2 separate regions of the Bombyx mori genome follow, and region 2 is linked to region 1. A link is a contact called in public Hi-C data. All regions are on one chromosome and are shown on one strand. The core of a region is the stretch at or near the end of the contact, and the rest is flanking DNA. Distances in the headings are between cores, read along the strand shown.

The links. A called contact is a pair of places that touch in the nucleus more often than the background predicts.
Region 2: a Hi-C map of midgut shows a contact between it and region 1, with 2.2 times the contacts expected there. The contact joins two enhancer-like sites. A contact is called at or near these places in 2 of 7 Hi-C or Micro-C datasets (midgut and whole pupa).

What each region holds. Positions count from the first base shown.
Region 1 is chr12:3,266,848-3,271,584 of ASM3026992v2, forward strand. All of the region lies in intron 6 of LOC101741218 (CUGBP Elav-like family member 1), which reads right to left. Among protein-coding and RNA genes, the nearest start is that of LOC101736625, 26 kb to the left of the region's middle. Within about 2 kb of position 2,299, at least 7 of the 8 cell types and tissues checked have open chromatin away from gene starts, as enhancers often do.
Region 2 is chr12:3,358,025-3,362,761 of ASM3026992v2, forward strand. It overlaps LOC101741218 (CUGBP Elav-like family member 1), which reads right to left. Exons shown (of 12, transcript XM_062671375.1): 6 at 659-707. Among protein-coding and RNA genes, the nearest start is that of LOC101736625, 120 kb to the left of the region's middle. Within about 2 kb of position 2,002, at least 4 of the 8 cell types and tissues checked have open chromatin away from gene starts, as enhancers often do.

The sequences.
Region 1 (4,737 bases), core at 1,049-3,548:
TCGATATCAAAGTAAATCAGAAATATCCTAACATAGAATTATCATTAGAAACTGACAACCCTTTGGCTGAAGTCGTAACTCGCGTCCTTTAGCCGTCAAAGTGCGTATGCTTGTTACCGGAGCTGCATTAACCAAAAGTTATGTTTCTCCGCCTTATCTATGGAAATTTCACACATTACGCGCTGTGTTGCTAGAAATTAGTTGGTTAATTCTACCCTAGTATTGTTAAGTGACGGAATTTATTTGTAAAAAATAATGTTTCTTCATTGTTTAATATAATTATCATCTAATATAATATAATCATAAGTAGAATTTACTACAAATTATTCTTTTATTTTAATTGTATGCTAATAAAATGACTATATCCAATTAATGTAAAATTAATAGACTAACTTTTTAAAAGGACTTCAAGTCAGAAGGAAGGAGGAGGTTGTTCATTTGTGAGGTTGATCAATTTTGTCAAGCACATGCGACGAATCAGAAAAGAGCAGTATAAATAAGCAGTAGGTATAAAATATTGTGAATTTCTTAGATTTTAGTACTTTACTAAAAACAAAACTTTGTTAGGCATCTAGAAAATTATAGAATTCGAATCAACCAGCAGTTTCTAAGATATTCGTCCATAATAACATATTCACACATCGTACAAGTGACACGTTCAGAAATATTGCCACACGTAATTATTTTGCAGGTCAAAGGTTAAATTATTATATTTTAATATACGTCCCTTTTTACTTTCGCTTTCATTTCCCAAAATGCGTTCCAAACAACTTCAATAGACATTTTAATATCGAAGAGACTTAGTAGTTCACTAGAAAAGTCAAAGACCCGCTCTACTCGTTCCATTTTCACGTTAATTTAAAGGCCATCAAAGTCGAAGCCCTCAAACTTGGGCGTCGAGGCGTGAACGAGGTGCCAACAACTTTGCTTGCATACACACACACAGCCCGACACACTGACACAAATGTGCAATTAGCGGTCTCGTGTTAAATATGGTGCGGCATCAAATGTGGGACGCGCATGTAAATTTTCACTAAATATTTTACAGTTACGTTTTATGTATTTCCAATATATGCACTGCAAGGTGCAAATCATTCTAATGCGGATTAAAATTGCAAAGATAAAATCTATTGAGATTTGAACTGAGCATGTGGGGTATTATCCCACACGTTGAGGTACCACCAACTCCTCTATTTCTGTCTAGAAGCAGTGAGGCTTATAGAGTACAACCGCCGTTATAAAATGCAATCAAGCCTTAGAGTCTCAAGTTGGGTGGCGACATTCACTATGTCCTGTTTATTGGCCATCGTAATCGACACCTAGTGCTTTTTTTTCCTACCTATGCTGATAACCTTGAGAGGCTATTTCAGCTTCTCCGTGACGTGTAGGTGAGCTCAAGGGGCTCAAACCGGGAGTGTTCCTAACACTGGCCCTAGCAAGAGAATGCTTCGCAGAATCTACCACCGGATCGGAAACGCGACCCACTGAGAAGATCCAGCGAGAAACTCAGTGGGCTGTGTCTATGGGTAATTCGCTCGTCGAGCCCTACGTCGCAAGCGATGGGTTCGACGAGGACGGTGACCGGTTGTTGTGGTACCTAAAAGCATCGTTAATGGCTACGTAATGACGTGTTTAGGGCGACGGACCTAGTGCTAGGGCGATTAATTCGTTCATCTAATTATTCGTTAAAATCGCTCTCAATGCAAAATCGATATCATGTTCTATATCATAACAATAAGGAACTTTTGTTGATTTAGATTTTGTGGTTGCAAGCGCTCCGACCGTGCGAATTTCTCTTGTTCATCATATCGAGCCACAGTTTAGAGAAGAAGCCAGTAAAACTAGCGCAGTTAGCTTATATTTATCGTATTACCTGTATCCAACATTGAATATTGCATTAATCAAAATTAATAATCTTAGGACATAAAACGTCATAGTCAATGGAATTTTTTAAGTTGACATTTGTACCGCGACAGTATTCGATCACCGTCAATACCCATTTTTAATTATATTCAAATACAAATTCCATCGATTTTCTGGTACAGTAGATAAATATGAGAACAAGAAGATTCTAGAAGATACGAAAACATTTACGACAGCGTCAATTAATCGCTTCCACCATAAAAACACGTAAACATTTTCGAACTAAAGGACGCTTAAACCACCAACGAAATTCCTGGATTCTTTAGTTCGGAACTTTAGCCGCAGCAAAGCTTCAGGAATTACCGAGCAAACATTGCACAATACGACGTCATTGTCTCTACGTAGAAAGCTCCCGTGCCTCCTATTTATCTCGCGCACTTATTTGACAAGACTATATTATGTACGCTAGCTTTTCAGCGGATCTCGCCGCGTACGAGTGCGAGCACAAATAGGGCTGCATGCGAGATTGTTTGCGGTGACATTTTAGAATTGTCTTGATTTTTTTTTTCCTACCTATGCTGATAGCCTTGAGAGGCTATTTCAGCTTCACCCTAACGTTTATAGGTGAGCTCACGGGGCTCAAACCGGAGAGTTGCTAACACTGACCTTAGCAAGAGCAGTGCTTCGCAGAATCTACTACCGGATCGGAAACGCGACCCACTGAGAAGATCCGGCGAGAAACTCAGTGGGCTGTGTCTATGGGTTAGTTCGCTCGTCGAGCTCTTCGTCGCAAGCGACGGGTTCGACGAGGACGGTGACCGGTTGTCTTAAATAAATAAATTAAATATCTTTAGTCTTCTGCTACGCAATTAATTCTTGTATTTTCCTCTTTGAACAATCGACAGCTAATAATTGAAGGAAATATGTAATGCAGAGGAATCTCTCTTAGTAGAAACTGAATTAGTAATGGACACTTCTGTAGATAAGTAATAAAATCGACCTGTTATTAAGATATAGATATATGTTATAAGATATAGATAGACCTAAGGGTCATGTTTGTCCTTTTTTAACAGGCAACCCTAATCTGTCTGGAGTCTCGTTTGAAAACAAGGCGGTTGTACACGATGACAGGAACTCGGAATGCGGTGCGATTAATTTTAAATTGCATTGCCCCTATTCTGTTTCGCAGCCGACGAGTTTCACGTTGTAGGTGTCACAAATGAAGTTTCCACACATACACACACACACACTTGGCCTAACGGATAAGACGTCCGATGCATTCGTGTTGAAGCGATGCACCAGTGTTCGAATCTCAGGCGGGTACCAATGTTTCTAATGAAATACGTACTCAACAAATGTTCACGATTGACTTCCACGGTGAAGGAATAACATCGTGTAATAAAAATCAAACCCGCAAAATTATAATTTGCGTAATTACTGGTGGTAGGACCTCTTGTGAGTCCGCGCGGGTGGGTACCACCGCCCTGCCTATTTCTGCCGTGAAGCAGTAATGCGTTTCGGTTTGAAGGGTGGGGCGGCCGTTGTAACTATACTGATACCTTAGAACTTATATCTCAAGGTGGGTGGCGCATTTACGTTGTGGATGTCTATGGGCTTCAGTAATCACTTAGCACCAGGTGGGCTGTGAGCTCGTCCACCCGTCTAAGCAAAAAAAAAAACACTCACACACACGCACACACACACACACACAAACACACACTATTGAGTTCACTGTCTTATTATTCAGTGTATTAAAAACATAATTTGTTTGCCCAACAAAAACTCAAATGCACCTTGTACCTTAGTGGATATTTGAAATAAATCATAATATACAGTGATGTGCAATTTTATCGTAACCTTGTACTTTTTGCATACTGTAATCTGACCTATCTTTAAAGCAGTGTTTTCTTCGATTTTGACGAATTTGTAGACATAATTAAAATTATTTATACGGTTTAATTTGGCATTTTGTTAATTATCTTATTGTATGTATTATTTCCGGAGCTTCGAACGAACGAGATGAAACCGTAAAAATAGTTTGAATTCCATTTTCAAAATGATAATCCGAAGCGAATATTTGAATGTCATATTCTAGTGATCTTCTGACGTGTCTGTTGCATACAACAAATTGAAAATCTTATTATTAATTAAGCTTTCAATAAAGAAAAGCTGATTATTCAATTGCAACATAATATTCAACGTACGATTAGAAAAAAAATATACATGCTGTTAATCCAAACTGATTTTTTTATTCGAGAATGTTTTGTTTACTCCGCACGAGCTATTTTTATTTGGTATAAAAAAAAAACTATAACAAATTCGGATGAGGAAAATTCTCAGCTATTTATGTAGTACTGTAGTAGACGAGTGATTTCTGTAGTACTACCAAAAAACAACAGTGTGCACTGAGCTTAAATCCGACTGATCGACCATTAAAAAAAAACAATTAAGATGATTTACATAACAAATATAATTTGATTTAATTTAAGACAGATATAATCTTAGCGAATCGAAATGTTCGAAACTTTCGCAGAGGAAATACGGTTTGACGGCAGTGATTACTTTGTCACTGTTCAGTGGCGCGCGGGAGAATGTTCCGGGATGGAAACTCGATAGATATGCTCGGATCCTACATAAAACCTGGGTTCGGATTCGATACATTTACATACACCCTTTATTGGTGGTATGACCTCTTGTGAATTTGCACGGGTAGGTACCACCACCCCGCCTATTTCGGCCGTGAAGAAGTATGCTGTGCGTTTCGGTTTGATGGGTGGGGTTGCCGTTGTAACTGTACTGAGACCTTAGAAATTATATCTCAAGGTGGGTGGCGCATTTACGTTGTAGATGTCTATGGGCTCCAGTAACTACTTA
Region 2 (4,737 bases), core at 752-3,251, 91 kb after region 1:
CGTGTGTCGCGAACATAGCCGATCTTATTCCTAAACGTTAGTCCTAAAAGTTAGTCAGTAAGACGGCTTATCAATGTTGGCATGTAAATATTGGGCACAATTTACCTACTCGCAATGACCTTGCTGTATGATGTATTATGTATGTACATAAAGGTCTGTAGGTACTAGATACAGTGATACGTAACAAAATCAACAATGAAGAAAATAATCAGTGCAATTTCCTTCCCGAGGTTTCCAAAAATTTTGCGATAAAGCAAAGATCATTATTTAGTATTCTCCGGGCTTCAGACTAAGTTGGGTTTTTTTTTCTTGCCGACAAAGATCAACGGACCCTTGCTTCGCCTGGTCAAAAGTACCGCCTACGATAATACTCGGAGTAAAATCAAACCCCTTTAAATAACTACCTTCTTCCTTTCCTTTCGTATTTCAGTCGTGACTAAGAAAACAAAAAAAGTTTCAATTTCTAAACATCATAAGAAAGAGAGAAAGAGGGAATGAGTAAGCGAGAGGTAAAATGATACAGTACTTCCTAGAATTACAGATGTTATAATAAGAGATATAAAACACGTCTGTCTGAAAAGTTTACAATTATTATTATCATTATTTTGATTCCCTAAAAACAAAGAACGAACAAGGTTAAGTACACACTACAACTTACCGTTTCTATTTTCACTGTCAGCCGGCTTCATTTGGATGGGATGGTGCATCTGGAACGAAATGAAATCTATTAGTATGCTTAAAGTACATACGCACTTATTTAGAATAACTAGAGGACCCGCAGTAGCCGAAATTCGACTATAATTAATTTAAATTGTAAGTTTGTACACTATTATGATTGTATTTTATACTTCTATAATCACAAATTTCGCCAAGAATACATTATAAAAAATATTAACAAAGACAAACAATATTTAATCTATTCTCAATTTGACCACAGACGTCAAGAACAATAGTTTGACAATAAATAGTATGCATGCGTGTGTGCGTCAAATACGTGGTATGTAGTGTGTGTAATGTTTTCTTTATTGATTTAATGTATCTTTTACGCATTATTTAAAAAAAAAATGCATTGTGCACTTCTTCTCTATATTCTGTATAAGTGTGGAAAATTTCATACTCCTCCGTCCGCGCAATTTTCGTAAAAAGGGATACAAAGTTTTTGCTTCACGTATTAATATTTAGAATAATAATAACGTGGCATTCTCGTTCAAATTTCATTTCACCGAATAAATTTCTCATCGATCGTTTTTGATTCATACAAACTATTAAATTCGACGAAGCTCACTAAAACCGATTAACAAACAAAAGAAAACAAACAATTGATTTCGATATCAAACAATAATCGAATTTTCCCAACAATTACGCGGCCGCGTTAAACGCGAACCAATCTCGCGTATCGTAAACAAGCCTTGTACAAATAATATTGAATTACCGGGGATAACAAAATTAATATGTAAACTTTCCAAATAATTGAATGTATGTACACATACGTACGCTTTAATGGCGTATCGATTTTGTATACGGTTAAATAATTGAAACAATACGGGGCGCTCTCCCGTAAACAATCACAAATATTTAAATTATTTGCAAACACAGCGAAGTACAAACTTTATACGTTGTGGGTACAGCAAAAGTAAAATTAATACGCGGCCAGTACGCCGACTATATGTTTTGTTTCGATCGAAGCCATTAAATTATCGAAAGCGTATAGGTAAAATTATAGCTACGTTAATAATTTTTCTTTTTGTGTAATTAATGCGATACGATCCATAGATATTAAATAAATAATTGCATAGGATACTATTTTCGTTGTCTATAATTAAATTTCCTTTTCCGGTTTATCGAATGAATCAATTTCATGATTAGTTACAAACTTGCCAAAACAAAATGAGTCGGAGTAATTCTGTTTAAAAAAAAAAAAAACGCTTATCAACACTATACCCGCTAATGACACGTCCTGATCCGGCTCGTCATTCGTCGGATGGTTTATTTTAAAACAATGACATGCTTCAGTCCACGTCTCGTTATTGAGTAATGGCTAGAGGGAGTATTCACGTATTGGCAGGCCTCGGTGCTGTTCGCCGACGAATCTTTATTGTTCACCGTGTAATACGATATCACAACGATGCTTAGAAGTACCTACGTATTGTGTCGATTCTATCTGCGGTTTCAGTAATGGCGGCTCCAGGCTTTAGGCGGGAGAGTTTTGAATTTCGAAAACAATAGAGCTGTCAAAGAGTTGCATTTGTTATTTTGTTCGTTAAGAAACTATAGTTTCTATTTAAATTTCGAACACTATTAACATTCTGAACGTGTGCATGTTCCGATGCACTTAAAGTGAATAATAGTATTAGTGGCATTTCACATGCACACTCGCTAACAGCAAGGCGACATTTTGTATTCTTAGATATTTGAATTTAAATAAGAACATCATACTCTTTTTATACTTTTTTTTAATTAAGCACATATACATGTTATATATTATCTATAATTGAGGTTCATAAATGCATTATTAATAGTTGACATGGCAATCCTGAATTTGTTAATTCTCATATTTATTTGTTTTTTATCTTTTAGTTAAATTAAATTGTAAATTCAGAATCTATTTATGAGTTTAAGTGGTGATACAGCGTTACAAAGTATCTTCAAACATGTTGGTACGTATCCAGATTTGGACCCTCGACCTAGTTTAGGTTAAAGTCGATGTCCTAGTCCTATATAGGGTTGCCAATTTTTATCAAATTTAGAAGTTCGGTGTGCTCTACCAAAAAATAGATTGGGCAAAGGGATCAACCTTCTTTATTGTCGGATTCAAATTTTCAACTTTTATTTTACCAATGTTGCTTTTTTTTTCTTTTTTTGGCTGAACTGAATATGCATTTTACGGAGCCTTCTTCTAAAAATTTCAGTATGTTAAATTTAGGATACATAAACAAAGTGTCTCCTTGCGATAAACTTGTTGGAGACAATAAGAATAGAATTTGTATAGTAAATATTGATAAAATTCTTTTTTAGTATTTTTAGGTTGGATCATAGTAAAAATATCTGTTGCATAAATAGGTAGGTGGACGACCCACTTGGTATTAAGCTCACAAGACGCCCTACTACCAGTAAAATCCTGTATAGAGGTCGAAGCTCTGGATCCATAGTAGGTTTCAGCAAAAACCAGACCCGACTTTAAGCTTCTCACATTGAGATACACCAATCACCTAACTACGAACCCCAAATCACTCACTCTAAGAGAGTCTATCTCATAATCTTTTAACCGAACACACAAGGCAATGTATTATAATGTAACAGTCAGCTCGGCGACTGCTTAGATCCCTTACATAATTAGGTTTAAGTGATCATCAATCAAGAAGCCAGCTTGGACACAAATAATGTTACGTCAACGGACAATTTGTCAAGCGACTCATCCCCGGGACAAAGTTACTATTTAATCTAATATCAATCCATCTTAAATGCGTAATAAAACTTATTAGTATAAAAATGATTACTGGTTATTACTGGAGGTTTATTACTGGTGGTAGGACCTCTTGTGAGTTCGCACGGGTCGGTACCACCACCCCGCCCATTTCTGCCGTGAAGCAACAATGCGTTTCGGTTTGAAGGGCGGGGTAGCCGTTATAACAATACTGAGACCTTAAAACTTATATCTCAAGGTGGGTGGCGCATTTACGTTGTAGATGTCTATGGGCTCCAGTGACCACTTAACACCAGGTGGGCTGTGAGCTCGTCCATCCATCTAAGCAATAAATAAATAAAAAGTTGAAGATATTTAAAAACTGAAACGTGTAATCTTTAGTTTCTTTTTCATTTAAAATCATCGTCAATTTTGTATGGCGTGCTAAAATGTTTTGGTAATTTTGAAATTATTCTGTCTAATAGATCGATGAGCCCAAACAGATATGTGACGACATGAGAAAATTGCATGACAAATCTTCCCTGAGCATGACATGCATTTTATGCCTTGAGAGCCTATTTCAGCTTCGCAGCATGTAGGTGAGCTCACGGGGCTCAAACCGGAGTGTTGCTAACATTGGCCCTAGCAAGAGCAGCGGATCGGAAACGCGATCCACTGCGAAGATCCGACGAGAAATTCAGTGGGCTGTGTTTGTGGGATAGACATGCTTACGAACGATAACTCACAAATAATTTACCTAAAGCACCTCACGCTTCTTAAAAAGGAAAACAAAACTGTGGTCTATTTTATGGTCTCTGCTTAGGTTTGGCGACCGTATTGATCCGGATTCGATACTGGAGCGAATGGTTTTTCTATTCACGATTTTTGATGTTTTGAATTTTGAGAATGATGAATTTCTACTAGATTTTAAATACAGGACAGATTAATATGATAGGGTAATAGATATACACACTTTTAAATTAGGCAATAGTGTCAAGATTTTGTGAGTTAGCTCTGTATGCGTAAGTATATTGGTAAATACGTGATATAATAACGTATATTGTAGTAAAATATTTTTGCTACGTATATGTACATTTTTTTATTGTTTAATAATAAATATTTAAAGATTTGGGCTATATCGTTAGAACTTTCTGAATATTATAAATCATAGTACATAAATATATACAGAGCAATATAAATGTCATATCTTTTTCAGAAATCCCATAATTATGTGAAAATGGTTATCTATCTTCTATCTATATATATAAAAATGAATTGCTGTTCGTTAGTCTCGCTAAAACTCGAGAACGGCTGGACCGATTTGGCTAATTTTG